Linked DNA regions of Sus scrofa: region 1 is linked to region 2. The links are chromatin contacts, called in public HiChIP or PLAC-seq maps. All regions are on one chromosome and are shown on one strand. The core of a region is the stretch at or near the end of the contact, and the rest is flanking DNA. Distances in the headings are between cores, read along the strand shown.

What was found. HiChIP or PLAC-seq counts read pairs in DNA pulled down with a chosen protein or histone mark.
Region 1: a contact with region 2 is called in an H3K27ac HiChIP or PLAC-seq map of skeletal muscle, with 4 times the contacts expected there. The contact joins the promoter of ZNF446 here to the promoter of ZNF135 in region 2. A contact is called at or near these places in 1 of 5 promoter capture datasets (liver), 1 of 47 Hi-C or Micro-C datasets (embryonic fibroblasts) and 1 of 2 datasets of contacts at active chromatin or transcription factors (skeletal muscle).

Annotation. Positions count from the first base shown.
Region 1 is chr6:63,047,860-63,052,655 of Sscrofa11.1, forward strand. It overlaps ZNF446 (zinc finger protein 446), which reads left to right and starts at 2,482. Exons shown (of 4, transcript XM_021097395.1): 1 at 2,482-3,235. The coding sequence starts at 2,732. It overlaps LOC110261334 (zinc finger protein 324A-like), which reads left to right. Exons shown (of 4, transcript XM_021097374.1): 4 at 1-1,414. The coding sequence ends at 41.
Region 2 is chr6:62,751,856-62,756,226 of Sscrofa11.1, forward strand. It overlaps ZNF135 (zinc finger protein 135), which reads left to right and starts at 2,179. Exons shown (of 3, transcript XM_021097361.1): 1 at 2,179-2,628; 2 at 4,265-4,371. The coding sequence starts at 2,262.

The DNA of each region.
Region 1 (4,796 bases), core at 1,232-3,731, 300 kb after region 2:
CCTCAGGCCCAGCCGCTGTTGCAAAGACAGCTGAGGCCTGAGGTAGCAGCCCTGGCCGACCTCGCCTGTGGCGATTCCGTCTGTGGCTTCAGGGCCCCTGGCCTCTGCAGATGCACGCTTTGGAGAAGCCCTGCGTGTGTGCACCACTTCTGCCTGCACGTGGTGTCGAGACTGGCCGCTCGTCAGCAGCAGCTTGCGCCTCTCTCCCCAAGAGGTCATCCTGCAGGAAGGTCGGGGCGGCCAGCATGGTGGTGCCGGATCCTGCATGTTTTGACCGTAAGCTTGAATGGGAAGGGCCAGGGTGGGGTGGAGGCAGTCCTGAGAAATTTCTGAGGTTTACACACAAACTTTGGGGTTTGTATGTAACACCCCAACTCCCAGGATATCCCGCCCACCCCCAAGGCCTCCGTTCTTCCAAGGCTTCCTGGGAGCAGGTGCAGTGCACAGAAGTCATGGGGGGAAGGTGCTGGCTCGGCCAGGTGGCTGGGCCCTGAGCCTTAGGGCCCGGGTCTGGGCAAGAGAAGAGTCGGGCCTGCAGAGGGGGTCTGCGCGCCGGGCAGGCCTGACCTGGGTGAGGGCCAGTAGGTGTCAACTGCCAGTCCCAGTGCTGAGTGCGGCAGGGTTTCTCCTGACAGCTCTTGTGAAGGGGCTGAGGAAACTGAGGCACAGAGGGGCTGGGAGCTGCACACATCAGAGCCGCTGGCCCAGCATCCGGGAAGCTCACCACCTTCCCCACATACTTAGCCTGCCAGCTGTGAGGGCCAGGTGAAGCCTGCGTGTCCCCTGCAGTTGGCAGACCCCAAGGAGCTGGAGGCGGAAGGTCCTCGGGTGGGAGGGGAGGACAAAGACTGAGCGTGATGGTTCCCCAGCTGTGCTTGTTCACTCAGATTGTGGTCCAGGTCTCAGCATCGGCTGTGTCCCATTGCTGCCAAAGTCAGCATTACAGGAGACTTTCCGTCCCCCTACACTATTGAGGGGTGAGCTTAACAACAGGTCAGAGGGGACAGGATGGGGCAGCATGGTTCTGTGTGGTCGAGTGGCCATGTGCCTTCCTGTTGTTCCTCCCGCATTGGAAGGAGGACTTGCCATTACCTAAGGCTCTGTGTGGTGCCCTCCCAGGGTGACTCCCCAGAGTGACATTCCCCACGCGGTGGGGACAATGAGTCAGACAGGTGGGGTGGTGCCCAGTTGGTGTCCTGTGGCCTCGACCTTGGGCTTCATCCCCAGGGGACTTAATGGTCTTTTTACTGGGAGGGAAAGACTGGGAGACGTTAATCTCAGAGTCGATAAACATTGTAAACTTTTGCACAGCACTGCGTAGGTCCACAGCCTCCGCCTCCAGGTTATGGTTCAGAAAGTTTTAACAAGACAAGAGTCCAGAGAGGCTCCCTAATAAAGGTTTCTTTTCAAAAACATGCAAATAAGAGTTCCCTGGTAGCACAGTGGGTTAAGGGTCCAGTGTTGTCACTGCTGTGGCTCAAGTTGCTGCCGAGGCGCAGATTTGTGCTCTGGCCTGGGAACTTCCACGTGCCAGAGGCGTGGTTAAAAAAAAAAAAAGTTTAAAAAATGTGAATAGTAGCAGCCTGAAACTGGTTTAATCCTAGCACAGTGCAGGCGTGTCATCACAGCTGGAGGGATTTGGCTGTAACCCTGGTCCCTTTGGGAGGACACAGGGTGGAGAGGCATCCTGTGTGTGGCCCACCCAGGGCCTGCCCCAAGAGCAGCTGTAATAGGAGGTGACCCAGGCCCTGATTGTGAGGCAGAAGCCATATGCAGGACCCAAAAGGTTAACCCCAGCCCAGTGGGTGCTTCAGTCCCTTCATGTCCAGCTCTCACAGCCATTTGCCACCACCTAAGCAGAGACGTGATGTGTATGACTCCCCACCTGCCAGCAGGGTTTGGTCCCCGAAGCTTCACAGGTTTTTGCAAGGAGGGGAGACACGGGGTAAGGAGAGGAGTAATTCAGGAGCAGGCACTGCAAGACTCAAGTGCAGGGCCTCTGAGCCACTATCCGCCCCTTATGGGCCCATCCTCTCTGCTCTCTTGGGTCCCGGCCTCACCCTCCCCCAGGCTGGCCTCCATGAGGGAGCCGTGAACAGGTCACTTCAGCCTCAGGCTGCACCCCTGTGAAATGCAGACAACCCCACAGAGCAGATGGAGGGCTCTTGTGGGAAGGTCACGGGATTCAGGAACAAAGGAGTCTGTGGAACATCAAGTGAGGACACAGAGTTTCATGCAACCTTTTCTGCATCTTGGACAAAAGCTCCTACAGCCTGGTTGCCATCCTCAGCTCTTCCCCACCGGTCAAGCTGGGCCTGATTAATTGCGCTTTTCCTATCTAAAAACCAAGGTTTTTATGTTTATTCCCATTGTGGCACAGCAGAAATGAGTCCGACTAGTATTCATGAGGACACGGTTTCAATCCCTGGCCTTGCTCAGTGGGTTAAGGATCTGGAAAGCTTTGGTGAGCTGTGGTGTAGGTGGAAGACGCAGCTCAGAAACTCCGTTGCTGTGGCTGTGACTAGGCTAGCAGCCATAGCTTTGGTTCCTGGCCTGGGAACTGCTATATGCTGCGGGTGAGGCCCCAAGAACAAACAAACAAAAGTCACCCTGACTGGTTCTGGTCCGGAAAGTATGTAAAACATGTCCCATAATTCTGGACAAAAACCACCCCTCGCTTTGCAGTACTGATCCAGCTGAAGCCACGTGTGAGGCTATGAAGGTGTAAATCATGGACAGTTTCTTCGTCAGTAGATGGGTGTTCTTCCTGCAGTCCCCGCATGTCCACAGGGCGCTCAGCGGTGGTCGAATGAAGGTCCCCAGCGCCATCCTCGCTGTAGAAATTCCCGAGGATGGCGGAGAAACCCCGTGGGTTAGGCCAGCCTTCCCGGCAGGTTCCGGCCCCCTCCTGGGACCATCTGGAGAGGAGGTTCGGAGGAACTACACCCCACAGGCAGCCACTTCCGGCCCCCGCAGAGAGCAGGGCAGCGCTCTGGACGTTGCCTTGGAAGCAGCTGGAGGCCAGCCGCGGTGCTCCAGGGGTTACCAAGGTGACGGCCGGGCGACTGGAAAGAAGCCTCAAGAAGGACGCTTGGGGAGGAGCCTGGGGCGAGCGCCAGCTCTGATTGGCCGACAGGTCACGCTACTTCCCCACCCATCGCCTCGCTTGCCAATAGGCGCCGGGCCTGTCGTGCACATGCGCAGGATCAGACGGTACCATCCCTCTCGGCCGTCGGTGAGTGCTAGTGCGCGGGTACTAAGGGAAAGTAGCTGCTGGGGAGGGTAGGGAGCCCCCCTCAAAACCCTGCCACTCTTCACATTCCTCTCGAAGGGATGGGGCACCTCTCAATCGTGAGATGCCTCCGAAAAGGAGCATCTGCTGGCGGAGGCCGCGCCTGTCCTTGCTGAGGCTCATGGGAAAAGTAGTCCGAGGGGAGGGGGCGGCGCCTTCGGAGCAGATGCATGATTGGCCAAGGCGGCTCTGCCCAAGGGGCGGGCGGGGACGCTGGCTCCCAGTGGCCTCGGGTGGCGGAGGTGGGCGCAGGCCTGGCTGGGTGGGCGTGGCCTCTCACTACCTCCCAATGTGCCCTGGGCCTCCAGCTTCCAAGCCTTTTCCCGGGCCGGTCCACGTCCCTCCTGCGGGAAAACCTCCTCTTTGGAAGGCGAACTCCAGGCGTCAGGTTTGGTCCAGCCTGTGAGCCAGCCCCCCGATCCCGCGCTGGGCGTGTTTCACCCCGGAGTCTCTGCGAGCCTGAGACACAATTATTTGCTGACCGCTTCACACAACTCGTAGCTCCTCTTTGCTTTGCTCCGGCTTTTCACACGCTCGGTCCAGACGTTGTGAGTGAAGCACTGCTCTCCGTGGTCAGCGAGCTCTGTATCTCGGGGTCCACATCAGCCCCTGCCTCGACCAAGCGCAGACCAGCCCTTCAGGGTGCCCCACTTGAGTCAACGTCTCCCGGAGACGGTGAGGACAGGCGGCCTGGCCCCAGTCCTCACCCCGGATCGTGCCCTACTACAGCCCTAATTACCCCCTCTCTCCGCCGCGATGGCTTTCCGGGGCTCCTCAGCCTGTCCCTGGCAGCCTCTGATGACTCCCTTTGCCTTCCTCTCCAGCATCATCTCCCAGCAGTTCCCTGCAGTTTTCTGGAAGCTCTGTCAACAACTTGCCTCCAAGCCTTGGTTCACAAGGCTTCCTTCCGCTCTGTGACTCCTTCCTCCTTGAAGCTTTCCCCAACTCAGCCTCAAGCATCCCCACACCAGGGTCCTCTCTGTCGCAGCCTCAGTCCCCTGGGCTGGGCCTGTGTGCACACAGGTGACTTACCCTGCCTGTGGGCTTGAGGCTGTCACCCTGACCCCTCCTATCCTGCAAGTCCCTCTTGGTGGCTCCAGGAAGACTCGCAGCACAATGCCATCCCCACTGGGTCCCCCGAGCCTCCCCTCTCTGGACTCCGAGGCCACCCTGGAGGAGCCCGAGGCAGCACGCCAGCGCTTCCGGGGCTTCTGCTACCAGGAGGCAGCCGGTCCCCACGAGGCCCTGGCCCGGCTGCGGGAGCTGTGCCACCAGTGGCTGCAGCCAGAGGCTCACTCCAAGGAGCAGATGCTGGAGCTGCTGGTGCTGGAGCAGTTCCTGGGCGCTCTGCCCCCTGAGATCCAGGCCTGGGTGCGGGGCCAGAGGCCAGGCAGCCCAGAGGAGGCTGCTGTTCTGGTCGAGGGCCTGCAGCATGACCCTGGGCAGCTGCTCAGCTGGGTGAGTGTGGAAGTGTGGGTTTCTTGCAGGGACAGAGTGAGACTGG
Region 2 (4,371 bases), core at 929-3,428:
TTCCTAGTCCTGTCAACACCAAGGCAGAACAGGATGCCGGGAGGCCCCCCAAGCACACGTGGACGATGAGACCCAGGAGGCGCCCTGGGACAGGGCAGCCTAGGGGAGGGGTGTCAGGGAGTTCCTGGGAGGGGAATGCCAGGCAGAGGGCACACCAGGAGCAAAATCCAGGAGTGCACCCTCCTCTGGCCAGTGCCTCAGGTCCACGGGGTCATCAGTGGGCCTTTTATCCATCGTGCACGTGGTCATTGTTCCCAGGGTGCCCACCGTAGCATCTGGAGCAGGTCAATCCCTCAGGGCCCCGCACAGGTGCTTCCATTAGAGCGTGTCCAGGCCCTTGCTCAGGAAAGACTTGCAGTTTACAGAAAAAAGGGTTCCCATTTCTGCACACTGCTGGGGACGCCGGCAACACACTCGGCTTTGCAGAAGTGCAAGCCTAGCTTGTAAAAGCTGGAAGGCACTGGGTTCCTGGGTCCCTGGAGCATTGTGCATGCAAGGCAGGAAAAGCGGCCTTGGGAACTCCCTGTCCCAGGGCAGAGGGGCCTAAGAGCATTTGCCTCTGGCCCTTGGGGCACTCGTGCAGCCTGCAGGTGAGGATTCCTGTATTTCATCTATATTAGGAAGTTTTCCGTCATTATTTTTTCAAATATTTTTACCCCTCATTCTGCCCTCTTCTTCAAAGATTCCCATTGTGTCTGGTAGTGTCTTTTATGGGTTCCACAGGTCCCTTGAGCTCTGTTCATTTCTTTCCCTGCTTTGTTCCTCTCTGCTCCTTGGACTGTATCATTTGAATTGCTCTATCTTCAAGTTTACAATACTATCTTCTGCCTGATTAAATCTGTTATTGAACCCCTCTAACAAGTTTTTCAGGCCAGCTATCGTACTTTTCTGTTCCAGAATTTTGTTTGGTTCATTTTACAACTGACACCTCTTTATTCGGTTCCTCTATTTGTTGAGAACATCATTCTCCTGGGTTTTTTTTAGCTCTTTGGGTATATTTAAGAAGTTGATTTAAAGCTTCTGACTAGTTAAGTCCAATGTTTGAGCTTCCTCAGGGACCGTTTCTGGTCGTTTCTTTTTTTCCCGTGAATAAATCATATTTTCTTATGCCTCTAGATGCCTCTTAAATTGTCGCTGGAAACGGGATATTTTGAATATTTGGTGACTCAATGTGTCAACCCTGGAGACCAGATTATCCCTCCACTTCAAGACTTGCTATGTTGTTTATTGTGGGTTATAATTGTTTGTTTTAGTGACGTGTCTAAACTATTTTTTTATCTTTTTTTGTGTGTGTGTCTTTTGAGGGCTGCACCTACAGCATTTGGATTGGTGCATGTGGAAAGAGGCACATATGGGAAAAGGGTTTGACAGGATCCATCCATTCAGTGGAACACTGTGGTCCAGTATGTGGTAGGCCATGCATATTCCAAGGGCTACACACATGGTGGGAAACAGGAGACGTTCCTAAGCGTTCATCTCTAGTTGATCTGCAGGCTCCATGGAAGCAGAAAGCGAAAGCTCAAGCATAGTTGTAAATGGCATGGCTGAGCACTCAAGGAGCACCTCAACTCTGAGCCAACCTACAAAAACCAGAAGAGGTTTCGTTTTGGGGTTTTTGTTTTGTTTTGCTTTTTAGGGCCACACCCGTGGCATACGGAGGTTCCCAGGCTAGGAGTCAAAGGGGTCAAATCGGAGCTACAGCTGCCAGCCTATGCCACAGCGACAGCAACACAGGATCTGAGCCACATCTGCGACCTACACCACAACTCATGGCAATGCTGGATCCTTAACCCACTGAACAAGTCCAGGGATCAAACCTGTGTCCTCATGGATGCTAGTCAGATTCATTAACCATTGAGCCAGGACAGAAACTCTATGTTTAACTTTTTAAGGGACTCCCAAACCATCTTCCAAGGCAACATTTTTGCTTCTTCTATGACATATTTTGAGCCTAGAAAACTACAGAAAGTGTTGCAGTGAACACCGAGGTACCCGCCACGCAGCCATCTCAGAGCCTAACCTCCTGAAAGGCTGGCTTTGGGTTATTTTTAAAGAAATAACACACCGGTGGAGGTCACTGGATTCGCAGCTGCACACCTCCACATTTCTGCTGCCCCCGGGTCCCAGGGGTGGAGCAAGAGGTGGGAAGGACAAAGGGGTCTCTTACAATACATTTCATCCAGGCATTGCTCCTTTTCACTCCTGACCCTCCATGACCCCTCTCAGTCCCCTAGCAAGTCACTCGCTGGAAGAGGCCCGGGATGGCAAACACAAGTCTCCACACGAAGCGACAGGGAGGGAATGTTTACGAAGGTGACATAAGAACAGGCATCAGGACTCGAACTCCTGACCTGTCAAAAATCGAGAGGCGGGAACAGACGCGCACGGAAGCCGCGCGCCGCCCTCTGGGAGACGTAGTTCACGGCCCCCACCTCGCGCAGGCGCGGTCCCGGGCCGCGGTGGGCGTGGCCTTCACCCTGACCCTGCACGAAAGAGCGCGGCGAGGGAGGCCCGGGGTGAGCCGCCAGGCAGCTGCCCGCGGGATCTGCTGGGCCCAGCTGGGAATCGGATTCCCGCAGCCTGGGCCCCGGGCGCGGGCGAGCGGAAGCACAGGCGCCGCCCTCTGGGGTATGTAGTTCGACGCCCGCCGACCCAGGCCGAGTCCCGGCCCGCGGTGGACGTGGACTTCGTAATCCATTCCTAGGAGGGCAGCATGGGAGGGTCCGGGGTGGGAGACCAGGCGGAGCTCGGAACCCAAGTCCCTCAGCCTCAGCCTCCAGGCGGGGTCGGGGCGAGCAGGGAGGCGACCGGAAGCGCGCGCGCCGCCCTCTGGGAGGTGTAGTTCGGCACCTTTACTCAGAGGGTGCATGGCGGCCACGGCCTTTGTCCTCCGTCCGACGGGTAAGTGGGATTGGGGGTGGCCGGGGCGGGGGAGGCCGAGGCAGGGTCTCGGCGTGGGTGCAGGGTCTTCTCTGAGGTCCTGGCCCGTGTGTGCATCCAGCCACGCGCGTCTGTATCGAGTCCCTTTACTGCTTTGGCTCCGGGCGGGTCGCTGCGGGGGGGGGGGGGGGTGTTGTGGGCGGGGCCGAGTGGGCGGGGCTTGGTTTGGGAGGTGGGGGTCCCAGGCTCTGAGAGGAGGGGTTGGGTCCTGGCTTTGGCTTAAGGGATTGCGGTATGAGGATTCAGGGGCCCCAGAGAAAGAGTAGCTGGCCCGACTCTACAAAGCCTGGAGCCAACCTGACCTGCATCCCTCCCCTGTTAGGGCGGGATGTCTAGGGTTTGGAGGGTGGGGAGTGCTGAGACACCACCATGATGTCATCTCTGAAGCTTCGCCTTCTTGAGAGGCTTCTGTCCCTAAGGGATGAAGATGAGGAAGACCCCAAGCACCAGATTTTGACCCTAGCCGCCTGGGACACAGGAAACAGAAACAGACTCATTATATTAAAATCTTACTGAGCACCAACTGCATGCCAGGCACCATCTTGGCACCTTCATTAATTCAATAAGCAGGTGTTTAGATATCCGGGGTGCCAGGCCCCATCTCATATCCCAGTACTTTCAACATTGTCTCCGCCCCGGACGCCACAGGCGAGTCAGGGAGATGATGATAAGCCCATAAAACATCACTGAACAACATAACTCCCATCCAGGAAACTGCAATGACGACAGCAGGGCACGAGCAGGATGGGGCAGAGTCGGGTGCGCCAGCAGGGTGATCCCAGGGCGGCACAGAGAAGGCAAACAGGCCCTGCCTTTGGCCTGTGTCTCTGTCTGGGCAGTCAGCCACGGAGGAGCTTGTAAATCACTGGGAATAGGATCGTGCACGTATTACATGCTAAATAGTTGATCACTGAAGCTGGAGGCTCCCCTCCCAGCAGCACCCCCCTCCCTGTGCATCCTGCTGCCTGCTGAACTCCAGTTTCAGCCTTTTGCACGTTCTTATTCCCTTAAGCTCTGTGCTGGGTCACCACCCTGCTTTTGTGGGAGAGGGAACCAGTTCGTGAGTCCCCAGCGCAGTCTGGCCCTCCGTCACAGTAACAGAAAGCGTCGTCATCTGGGAATCATCTGTGCAACCCAGGCTGTGCCCCTTGTCCCCCCTGGCTGCCAGCTCTCCTGTCTGTGGAGGGTGGGGTAAGGAAGATCTGAGCTCACCCTTCAGCAGCGCCTGGGCGCACAGCAGGAGCGCAGAGGATGCCAAGCTGAGGTTTCACTGTGGTTGGGTCTGGCTCGGCTGCTGGACCCCTTCTCTTCTCCCTGCATACAGTGCTTCCAGGACCTGGGGTCCCTGCTGACCACCATCGCCTGCCCAGTCTCTCACATCCCCTTTCCCCCCAGAACAGCCTGCGGAGGAGCTGGCTCTTCCTGCGAGAG